Linked DNA regions of Mus musculus: all the other regions are linked to region 1. Evidence: chromatin contacts called from public Hi-C and HiCAR-type data. All regions are on one chromosome and are shown on one strand. Each heading gives the region's core, a stretch centred on a gene start, on an enhancer-like site or on the middle of the called end of the contact. The rest is flanking DNA. Distances are from core to core; before and after follow the strand shown. Region 1 holds the start of Plekhf1 (pleckstrin homology domain containing, family F (with FYVE domain) member 1). Region 2 holds the start of Ankrd27 (ankyrin repeat domain 27 (VPS9 domain)). Region 3 overlaps Dpy19l3 (dpy-19-like 3 (C. elegans)).

Region 1 (3,184 bases), core at 398-2,897:
TGCGTGTGGATGTGGCTCACAACAATATGGGTTCTGTCCTGATGCAAGTCCTCAAGCCCTCTTGCTCACTGCAGTACAGCCCTTAAGAGAGGTCTGGGGCCCTGAACTCAGGAAGGAGTGAGGTACGGGAGTAAGAGGTAAGGTTACAAGGGGCAGGCAGGGCCTGTCTTGCAGGTCCACAGGCCAGTGTGAGCATTCCAGAGTTATTACAAGGGTACTAAGGGAGTGGCACCACCCAACAGAGTCACTGAGACCTTCTAGAATCTTCCTCCAGGAGAACAGATTAAGGAAAATAAACCCTTAGGTGCTACTTTCTTAGCACCCACTGTTTGCTAGACACAATGTTAATTAAGCACAAAGCATGGCTGTAACTCCGTGCCCATGAGCCACTTCACAGTCACCACCCAAGAACCTCAGGAGTGGGCCCAGCTTCCAGATAAACTCTGAGCCAAGGTAGAAAAACTTTGGCCCAGAGGGCATTCCTATAATCTAGCATCTGGTAAGATTAGATAGGAAGGTAGAGAGTTGTAGGTCAATCTGGACTATACAAGGAGACCTTATCTCAAAAAAAGCAAAATCTTTTGGGTAACCTGGTGTTTGTGGCCATGTCCTATCCCGGGAATTCACATGATGAAAAGGAGACAATAACTTCTGAAACTTTTGGCCCTAGTAAACAAAACAACACGCCCCCACCCCCCCAAAAAACAAACAAACAAACAAACAAACAAACAACAACAACAAAAAAAACATGCCCTGGGTCAGAAGTTCTTAAAATCCAGAGTGTGTAGTCTTTCCTACTGCCTGACTTTGGTGTCTTTCACCGCATAACACACAGGGTAGTCAGTCCCATCCCGCAGGCCACAATGCCAAACCCCTCCTTCCTTGGCGGGACAGGGTTGGCCAGGTCCCAGTGCTCAGACAACTAACTGGCCTAGCCACTCTGAGCAGCTCTGAGGGCTGACGTGGGCAGGACGCACAGCAAATGAAGCACTTCAGCTTACAAAAACCGCAGGGGTCTTGACTCTAGCACTGATCGCCCCTCCTCTGCAGCCTCTGACCGGGTAGAATCTGATACCGGTTTTGTTCACATTCTAAGGACTGCGCCCTCTCCGGGGAGTGCACACATTCCACTGAGACTTGGAACTGCCGGTTTCCCTCCTGCTAAGGCCTGGGGACACCTCTTTATTGTACTTCAGTTACTCCCTAGGAGAATCCAGGCCCGGTCCCACACCAATAACTTCCTATATGAAGAGTCGCGAACTCAAACTCTTCAGGGTCCCAAATCCGAGGCTATTGAGAACCGTCCCTCCCAACCCAAGACGTCTCTGGCCAAGACGAGGTTCCCGGAACATCACGGGATAAGGAGAGGGTAGAGACTCTGCGGAGAACCCTTCTCCAACTCGCGCACAGTCCTGGGACTCAGTGGCCCTAGAGTCCCAGCTGTCAACCCCTTCCCAAGTCAGAAAACAGCGAGCAGCCTCTGCTCCAGTGGAGCCCCAGATGCGGGTTCCTGAGGCCACCTCTACCCACAGCTGCAGACCTGGCAGGGTGGAGGGCGGAAGGGGAGCGCTCTCCCCCTCCGTAGCCTGCTTACCTCCCGTAGGAACCTCCGCGTCCGCACAGCCAGTCCCGAACTGGCGCCCGCCAATCCCTGCGCCGCCCACGCCTCCGGGTTCCAATTCTCTGGTCACGCCCCTTCGAGGGACTCTGGACCAATCGAAGCCCTGGCACGCAGGCGGGGGCGGAGCCGGCCCGAGTTCTCCAGAAATGTGCGCGGGCGTAATTAAACCGCTGGACCGTAAACGGGTCAGCAGCGGTTGTGCGTGGGGACGATGGGCTGATTCCTGGTTGGAGTCCGGTTCCCAGCTTTGCTGGTCGCCACACTCAAGACTGAGTCGGCGCTGGTCAGAGGAACAGCCTGTGAGGGAAGCAGGCATGACGGAGTGGTGGGCCCTCAGGTGCCCCTGTTACTATGATGTTACTCTTTTCAGCCACAGAGACACACGTTTTCTTAACGATCAACAGAACTTTATAATTTTTTTCCTAGAGGAAAATGTCAAAAGTACACGGGAGGAAATTAGTTTAGTGGACCCCAGGCATTCATCGTGTAGATCCAAGACGAACAGGTACCCCGCCCTGGCTACTGGTGTCACTTAGAACTCAATTCCAAGGCTGCTTTCCCATCTCACCTGCCCCCACGCAATTCTCATCCACTGTCTTCTGGTTCCTTAAAAACCACTCCCACCCTTCGCCCTCTCCCTCCTTTGTCATTTCAGTGTCACCTCCTCAGAGAGGTCTCCTTGGCCACAAAGCAGCAGTTCTCAACTCCATCCATTTTTTATTGTCTTGTTACCCCTGGCTGACCAGAAATTCTATATGTAGACTAGGCTATCCCTGAACTCATAGAAGCCTTGCCTCTGTCTCTAGACTGCTGGGCTAATATTAGTCTATAGTGTCAGTTTGTGTTGCTAAACTGGTTACATTGAAGAGGGACTAGCTCTGGTTAGCCTGGTACCCGCTGGGCCAAGACCAAACTGGGTTTGGAAGGGGATGGTGTGGCCCTCTGGTGATGGTGTTAGGGGCAGACCCTTCCCTAAACTGTCCCTTAATCCCTACCATCCCCCACATCCTTACCCCACCAGCGCTTATTGATATTTCTTTTAGGTTTGAAGTTTGTTTAATCATTTACAAAATGCACTGCTGTGAATATTTCAGATGGGGAGAAGACACATAAAAATAGAGACTTTTAGCCCCCCCTCCAGTAAACTCACAATCTCAAGTTCTAGAGAAGTACTCCACCAGTGAGATATTATATCTCCAGCCCTGACTTTAGCTCATCTTTAATCATAAGATTTAGGGATCTGGGTGTCATATGCCTGTGATCTCAGCACGCAGGAGGCTGAGGCAGGAGGATGGAGTTTGAGGGCAGCCTGAGCTACATAATGAGACCTTGTCTCAGTCAGTCAATCAAGGATTTGGCAATATTGGTTTATTTATGCAGAGGTCTGGTCGTTTGCTTATATTGTAATGCTAAATTACAATATAATAACAAGGCCAGGTTGCTTCCAGGGAGCCTTGCACATACTCTATAAATTGCCCTATGTAACCTTGCCCCCCAGCTTGTCCCTGATTGGTGAATAAAGCTGCCCACAGCCAATAGTTGGGCAAAAGAGAGATAGGCGTG
Region 2 (3,184 bases), core at 322-2,821, 2.6 Mb before region 1:
CCTGCCGCTTGTCGCGCCTGTACAGTCCAGCGGGGCACGTTGACTTTCATTTCCATGTCGTCAATCATCTCGCCCACCTGGAGGACTTCGCGCTCCAACTGGGGCAGATCGGCGACATCGAAGTCGCTCTCCGCTTCGTGCCGCAGGCTGCGGGCGCTCAGGGCGCGCGCAGCTACAGCAGAGGAGCCGCCCGTCACCCCAGTGCGAACAAGTGGCCGGCGCGGCGCGTGCAGCGGGAAGGTGGCTCCCAGCGCTAGTGCGCGCTGCATGTCGGCTTCGAGCAGGTCCAGGCAGCCTGAAAAGGCCACCCAGAGCCGCTCAAACTCCGCGCGCTCCTCGGTAGCTAAGCTCCGGTCCCGGAGCGCGACGGTCAACCGGGCGCCGGTGGCCACGGCCAGCTCCCGCGCCTTCTGGCGGGTCTTCTGCAGCTCTTCGCGTAGGTCCTGAGTGTCCGCGGAGCCGCCCACAGTAAGCACTAAGTGATGGTAGCACGCTGTGGTCTTGTTGAGCGCGTCCAGCAGCGCCTTGCACTCCTCTCTGGCCATGGCGCTGCCCTCCGGCGGTACCCTACTTGCAACCTTCAACGTCGTAGGTCGCCTCCAGCCCTGATGCCAGCCTTGAGCAGGGCGGACTGAAAGCTCCTCATGTCCTCGCCGCTGTTCTCAACAGAGCTCTCCAGGGACCCTTGAGGTGCGCCTCCGGCGTCCCCACGGCTGGGGTAGTCTGGTTAGCTTCTCCCCATCCGCTCCTCCATTTCCCCCAGACGCGCTCCGGGTCACGCGTAGTGTCTTTGCACCACTTTCTTTTTCACGGCGGCTCCCTGAGAAGCCCAGAGTGAAGACCCCATCCTTGATCGACCCCAAGTCTCCAAGACGAGCCGCGCGCCTTAGCCCCGGCCAAGGGCAGCAGGATCCAGTTTCCTAGGACACGCCTCCAGCCACCAGTCCAGGCCCGGGGCTTCCTCCGCCCGCCCCCCCCGCCCCCTCCCCGCCCCCGGGCCAGGGGTAGGCGGGGCCCAGCCCAGGTAGATCAAGTGTGGCTTTCCCTCTTCTCCCTACCATGATAATTCTGGAACCTTAGCGCCCTACAAATTCAAGGTTTTTTTTTTTCCTACTTTGCAGACGAGGAAAAGTGAGACTCGGTAGAAAGAATGCTTAGCTTATCGCAGCCCATGCTAGTGAAGGGAAAGGACCAAGGGACTAGACCCTGTAGGCAACAGAGTAGGGTGGCTCGGAAGTCTGGGCACCTCCAGTTTGCATCACCAGTAGCACGGGCGATCGACCGGGTAGGATTGTTACTTAGTTGGAGCTCTCTTCTTCATCACAGTCTAACCCCATTTCAGGGGCCCAGCTTGGACCCCACCCCTAATATCAGATCTTCCTTAGGTCCCGCCTCTCGAATTCTGGGCACGCGCACTCCCTGGTTCTGGGCGGGGCTAGCTTGAGTAGGAAGCGCGGAGTCGCCTGGGCCCCACCTCCGACTGAACTAGACTTAATGATTGCTCTGTTTACGTGTCAGTCTCGACTAAAACGACCTCTTATTGGACAGACTGGAGCAGGGTTCCGCCCAACGGCGGAGTAAAGAGGTAGGCTGAAGAGTGGAGCCACCGCACCCGGGTGGTGGGCACTCAGGTCCCAGCCCAGGGTCCGGGAGGTGCTGTCGTAGCACAGAGGTGAAACTATGTAGCCTCTTAAGTAAGTGTCTTCTGCGGGTATCCTCCAGCGCCTCCCTACTCTGGGGAACGCCGAGGTCGGGCGGGGCCTGGGAGAGGAAGGGGGAGGGGTTCCCTGCACTGAAGGGGAGCCCCAGGCTGGGCTGATGGGCCCCAGGGGCCCGGACCCGTGGCGGGCTGAGCCTCCCAGCTCTCCCGTTCCTCTGCGGTCCGCATCGCGGCGCGCACGTTGTCCACTAGGTCCAGAGGGATGCCTAGGCGGCGCGGAGAATGCATCTGTTCCTGTGGCACCACGGCAGGCCTGGGTCCCCCGGAGCTGGGACTTGGGGCAGTGGGCAGAGCTGTCGCTCCCAGGCCATGTGGCCTGGGAGGTTTTCCGGTGACCAAACTGAGGGAGGAGGCTGTGTGTTCAGATCCTGGTCTAGGCCAGCTGATTGAGTTTCCGCCGGGGCTGAAAGTGGAAAGGGTATCCCTGCCTGCTTTACACGTGGCGAGGTCCTCTCGTCCTGTATGTAGAGAAGACTTATGGAAAACTCAGGTACCCAGAGACGTACAACCACACAGAGTGTGTTCGGTTTCTTGGTTGAAAACGGACTGCCCAGATGCGCGCGCGCCAGGCGGTGCCCCTCCAGCCTCTCCTCCAGCTCCAGGGGACCTGGACACTCAAGGCGGGGTGGGTGGCAGGGGAAGCAAGTGACACATCACCATCTAGGAGTGAGAGGCTTGGGATAAGAGGGCTAGTGAGACTGGACAGACAGAGTTCTCAGTGGCTGGGATTTCTGTTTCATTCTGTGGAGAGATGCTCCTGTTTACATCAAACACTGTAAACTTCCCATTGATCCGGAGCGAAAGCAGCACATAGTAGGGTTTTCAGAGTCCCCCAGTGCAGGCCGTGGTGGTGTGTCAACCGACAGGATCTAGGGCCCTGAACCCCAGTACTTACTGTCACTCAGGGGTCTTTCCTTTAGCCAGCTCAGCTGTCGGTTTGCATTCAGAATTTGGATATTGTGAGACTTAGCCATTCTTGGGGCAGGGCGGGGTGATGATTGCAGCCACGCAGGAGCCACCCACCCCCATGGGTTTTGATAGGGGACTAGGTTTGGGGACCGAATGGGTGGAAGGAGGGAGAACCCATCCCTTTGGGAAGCTGTAGGGCATGGGGAATGATGGGGCTTAGAAAATGGACAATGGCCAAACACCAAGTATGGATCATTCAGCTTGTTAAGGGGGGGTGGGGGTGGGGGAGGAGGCTTGGCGGGGCGGGGGTGGGGGGGAGAAGGAAAGACAGAGGAATACTGTATAGGAGTATTGGAGAGGTCACTTGGGTGTGGTTCACCAGGACAGGTATGTGTGCAATTGGGAGGCAGAGGAAGAGAATGGGCAGAGGAGATGTTGTTGGGAAAGCAGCCAGGGTCTTGCAGTTGGCTGAAGGTGTATTCCTGGGTTAGACCTCGGGAGAGCTCCTCCAGCCCTGATGCCTCACCTGAGTCATACAGCAAACAGCAGTTCTAG
Region 3 (3,184 bases), core at 421-2,920, 2.5 Mb before region 1:
ACTGCAAAGACATTCCCGAGACCGCTCTGAAGCACACTGTCGCACATTCAAGGTAAGCCTGGGTTATGCTCAGCGTTCCAATGAGGTGACTGAGGTGACGGCATTCTGTCCTGAGCTTACCCTGACTCCAATCTTGGATGGCTCAGGCACTGCTGAGCCCTAAGCACCCCCGAATGATCGTGCGTTCTGGGGTAACACGTTGGGATTTTCCATGACCCTGACCACAGCCCAATGTGTAAAACAACACAACTCATGTGTTCTGCCAAAATAAATGCTGCCGGGTTCCCCTGACCTACACCTGACAGCAATGTCACTGCGGTGTTTGCCTTTAGCAAAGCTCTGTCCCTGAGCTTTGGGGCAAGAGACCCCACTCTTGGCTGCCAGCTAATAAAGGACTCCAACTTGGCCTTCTGTGTGTGGTAGCCTGCAACTTTCTCACCCAGACTGTAGCATCAAGCCACCCAGGGTTGGGCACTGAGACTGTGTTTCAAAGGAAACAAACACACCACACACACTACACACACACACACACACACACACACACACACACACGCGCACACACACACCCTACTGAGGAGGGGCATGGTGGCACATACCTGGAATCCCAGCACTCAAAGCTGACGGTTGAGGATCAATACTTGGAGGCTAGCCTGGACTACCAAGTGAGATATCATCTTAAAATCAAGTAAAACGTAACCAGCAAATCATTTGGAAAACAAAAACCCAATGTATAAGCTGTCGATCTTACAAAGAATCTGTAGTCTTTGAATAATTAACAATTCCAAGTACTCAAAAATCTGAGTATTTTCATTAAAAAAAAAAATAAGCTTAGTGCCAGGATTAATGGCCTACACCTTTAATCTCAGCACTCAGGAGGCAAAGGCAGGCAGATTTTTGAGTTTGAGGCTAGCCTGGTCTACAGAGTGAGTTCCAGGCCTGCCAGAGCTACACAGTGAGACCCTGTCTTGAAAAGAAGAGCGAGATTGCGAGAGAGATTGCGAGAGCAGTCAGTGAGCCTCTGAGCTCAGTTGTAGCCTCCACGGGACAGGGGGTGGTGGGTGGAAGAAACCTGGTAGAGAATATGCCAGTGTGTGGCTTCCCAGATGGAATCGGAGGCACAGAAAGACGGCCCAGGCTTCTCCTCCTTTCCCACTCTACTACACACTTCTGAAACAATCTCACCCACACAGCTACAAGCTGGTAATAGGAAAATGTCCGTTTTCCAACACAGATGGAGTGCCTGCCTTCGGAGCCACAAATCCAGCTTCCTCAACTCCCTATCTTTAGCACGACTACTTTGAAAGAGCCTTCAGTATCAAAAGTCAGCTGGGGGGAGGGAGGGTTGTGGTGACAAGAGAACCATGAGTTCAGAGCCAGCCTGGGCTACACAGTGAAACCTTGTCCTTGAAAATAACATCTAGGCCCCAGAAATCAAGAACCCGGCTGTTCTCAGTCCTCTGTTCCTAAGTGACCCCAAAAGACAGCTCGAGGCTGGTGACTCAGAAAGGGCCTCTCATTTCTGCAAAGGTGACTCAGAATGTCAGTCAGCCTTGCCAGTAACTAGAAGGTTAGTGCTTTGAGCCACACGGTATCATATTACTCTGACCTCTCTAGGCTGCAAACTATGTTCAGCCCGTGGCCAGTGACTGAGTCTCACGCCAGCTAGTTTTTATGTTGACTTGACACCAGCTAGAGTCTAGTAGAACCTTGACTAGGAAGCGCCCCTCCCCATCAGACTAGCCTATGGGAAAGCCTGGTACATTTTCTTTATCAGTGTGGGAGGGATCAACTCACTGAGCAGAGCCACCCCTGGGCAAATAAAAGCAAGGAGAGTAAGCAAGCCATGGAGAGTACGCCAGTAGCCAGCACTCATCCCTCCATGGACACTGACTGCCTGAGTTCCTACCTCCAGGTTCCTGGCCTGGCTTCCTTTAAGGATGCGCTGTGACATGGAAGTGTAAGCTGAGATAGACCCTTTCTGCCCCAAGTTGCTTTTCCTCAGGGTGTTTCATCCCAGCAATAGTAACCCTAAGGAAAACACTTGTTTATCCAGAGCTTGGATGAGCTGCCCCTGCTGGCATCAAACCTCACACTGCCACACTGCCATGCCAGGAGAGCACTTCCACCTGAGCTCACAAGGAAGGGCAACGGATGCTTGGGATTCGAATGCTCTGGACCACCCTGCATCTCTCCCTTCAGCTGGTTCTAGCCTGTATCTTTGTTCCACCTTCGAGTCCAGCACGTCCAGGAGTTCTAGGATTCGACCTAGCCAACTGCTCATCCTGAATGGCTAGGGCACCTCAGGATTTACAGCCAGCTGCTCAGAAGTGAGAGTCACCTGGGACTCCTCAACTTGAGACTGGAGTTTGGCTTTTTGGTTTCTTTGTTTTGTAGACCAGGTCTCTCTGTGTCACCGTGGCTGGCTTGGAATTCAGAGGCCAGCCTGCCTCTGCCACCTAAGTGCTAGGAATAAAGGCGTGTGCAACTGTGTCTAGCTGCAACTAGAGTCCGCAGCCATAGCTGTTTTGGCCAGAACTAGTTCTCAACCTGGGAGGTTTGGCCTCACTGGTGGCGAGAAGGAACTGTGTCCTGGAGAACTGCAAACGGCATTGTTACAGAGAATGGCTGATGTATCCAGCCAGCCACCAAGCTGCTCACAGAATGTATCAGGTTGTCACTGATCTTTCTGCCCTGATTAACATAAAAATGTCACCTTCCATTTAGAAAAAAAAAAAAAAAAGTCCTTCCAGGCCAACTTCCTAGAAAACTCTGACTACACCTTCTTCTCTCCACCTCCTGCCAAGCTCTGAACCCCTACACAAAGGGAGTGCAAACTCAAGTTCCCCAAAGGCGGCACATCTACATGAATGGCTGCAGACCCACAGCCATCTTTGGTCTCAGAAGCCATTTGTCCCCAGCCTCTCTACTGACCTAGGAGACCCATCTAGTGGGTGTAACCTTCGGTGTGTACTCACTTAGCTAACAACTAGCTTCTCTCAGCATTCCAATGAACGTCACCTGACAACATGTAACACCCACAGCAAGGGAGAAGTGAGAGCCACTTTTCACCCCCCACCCCCCCCCACTCAAGGTCCTAGTTTGCTTTCTCCTGCTGAGATGAAGCACCGTGACTAAAGCAACTCGGGCAGGCAACCGTTTATTTGCTTTCTACACCCAGTCCCTC

Evidence for each region. A called contact is a pair of places that touch in the nucleus more often than the background predicts. HiCAR-type assays count read pairs that join an accessible place to other places.
Region 2: a contact with region 1 is called in a HiCAR-type map of astrocytes, with 3 times the contacts expected there. The contact joins the promoter of Ankrd27 here to the promoter of Plekhf1 in region 1. A contact is called at or near these places in 1 of 484 Hi-C or Micro-C datasets (uterus), 1 of 115 datasets of contacts at active chromatin or transcription factors (astrocytes) and 1 of 9 other capture datasets (liver).
Region 3: a Hi-C map of muscle stem cells shows a contact between it and region 1, with 6 times the contacts expected there. The contact joins the enhancer-like site here to the promoter of Plekhf1 in region 1. A contact is called at or near these places in 1 of 39 promoter capture datasets (embryonic stem cells), 1 of 484 Hi-C or Micro-C datasets (muscle stem cells) and 1 of 9 other capture datasets (adipose tissue).

The regions. Positions count from the first base shown.
Region 1 is chr7:38,226,347-38,229,530 of GRCm38.p6, forward strand. Plekhf1 (pleckstrin homology domain containing, family F (with FYVE domain) member 1) reads right to left here and starts at 1,648. Exons shown (of 2, transcript NM_024413.2): 1 at 1,595-1,648.
Region 2 is chr7:35,584,676-35,587,859 of GRCm38.p6, forward strand. It overlaps Ankrd27 (ankyrin repeat domain 27 (VPS9 domain)), which reads left to right and starts at 1,572. Exons shown (of 29, transcript NM_145633.3): 1 at 1,572-1,694. It overlaps Rgs9bp (regulator of G-protein signalling 9 binding protein), which reads right to left and starts at 907. Exons shown (of 1, transcript NM_145840.3): 1 at 1-907. The coding sequence starts at 545.
Region 3 is chr7:35,743,836-35,747,019 of GRCm38.p6, forward strand. All of the region lies in intron 3 of Dpy19l3 (dpy-19-like 3 (C. elegans)), which reads right to left. Among named protein-coding and RNA genes, the nearest start is that of Dpy19l3, 9.0 kb to the right of the region's middle. Within about 2 kb of position 1,671, at least 73 of the 459 cell types and tissues checked have an H3K27ac peak or open chromatin away from gene starts, as enhancers often do. A contact at or near this core is called in muscle stem cells, where this site is marked.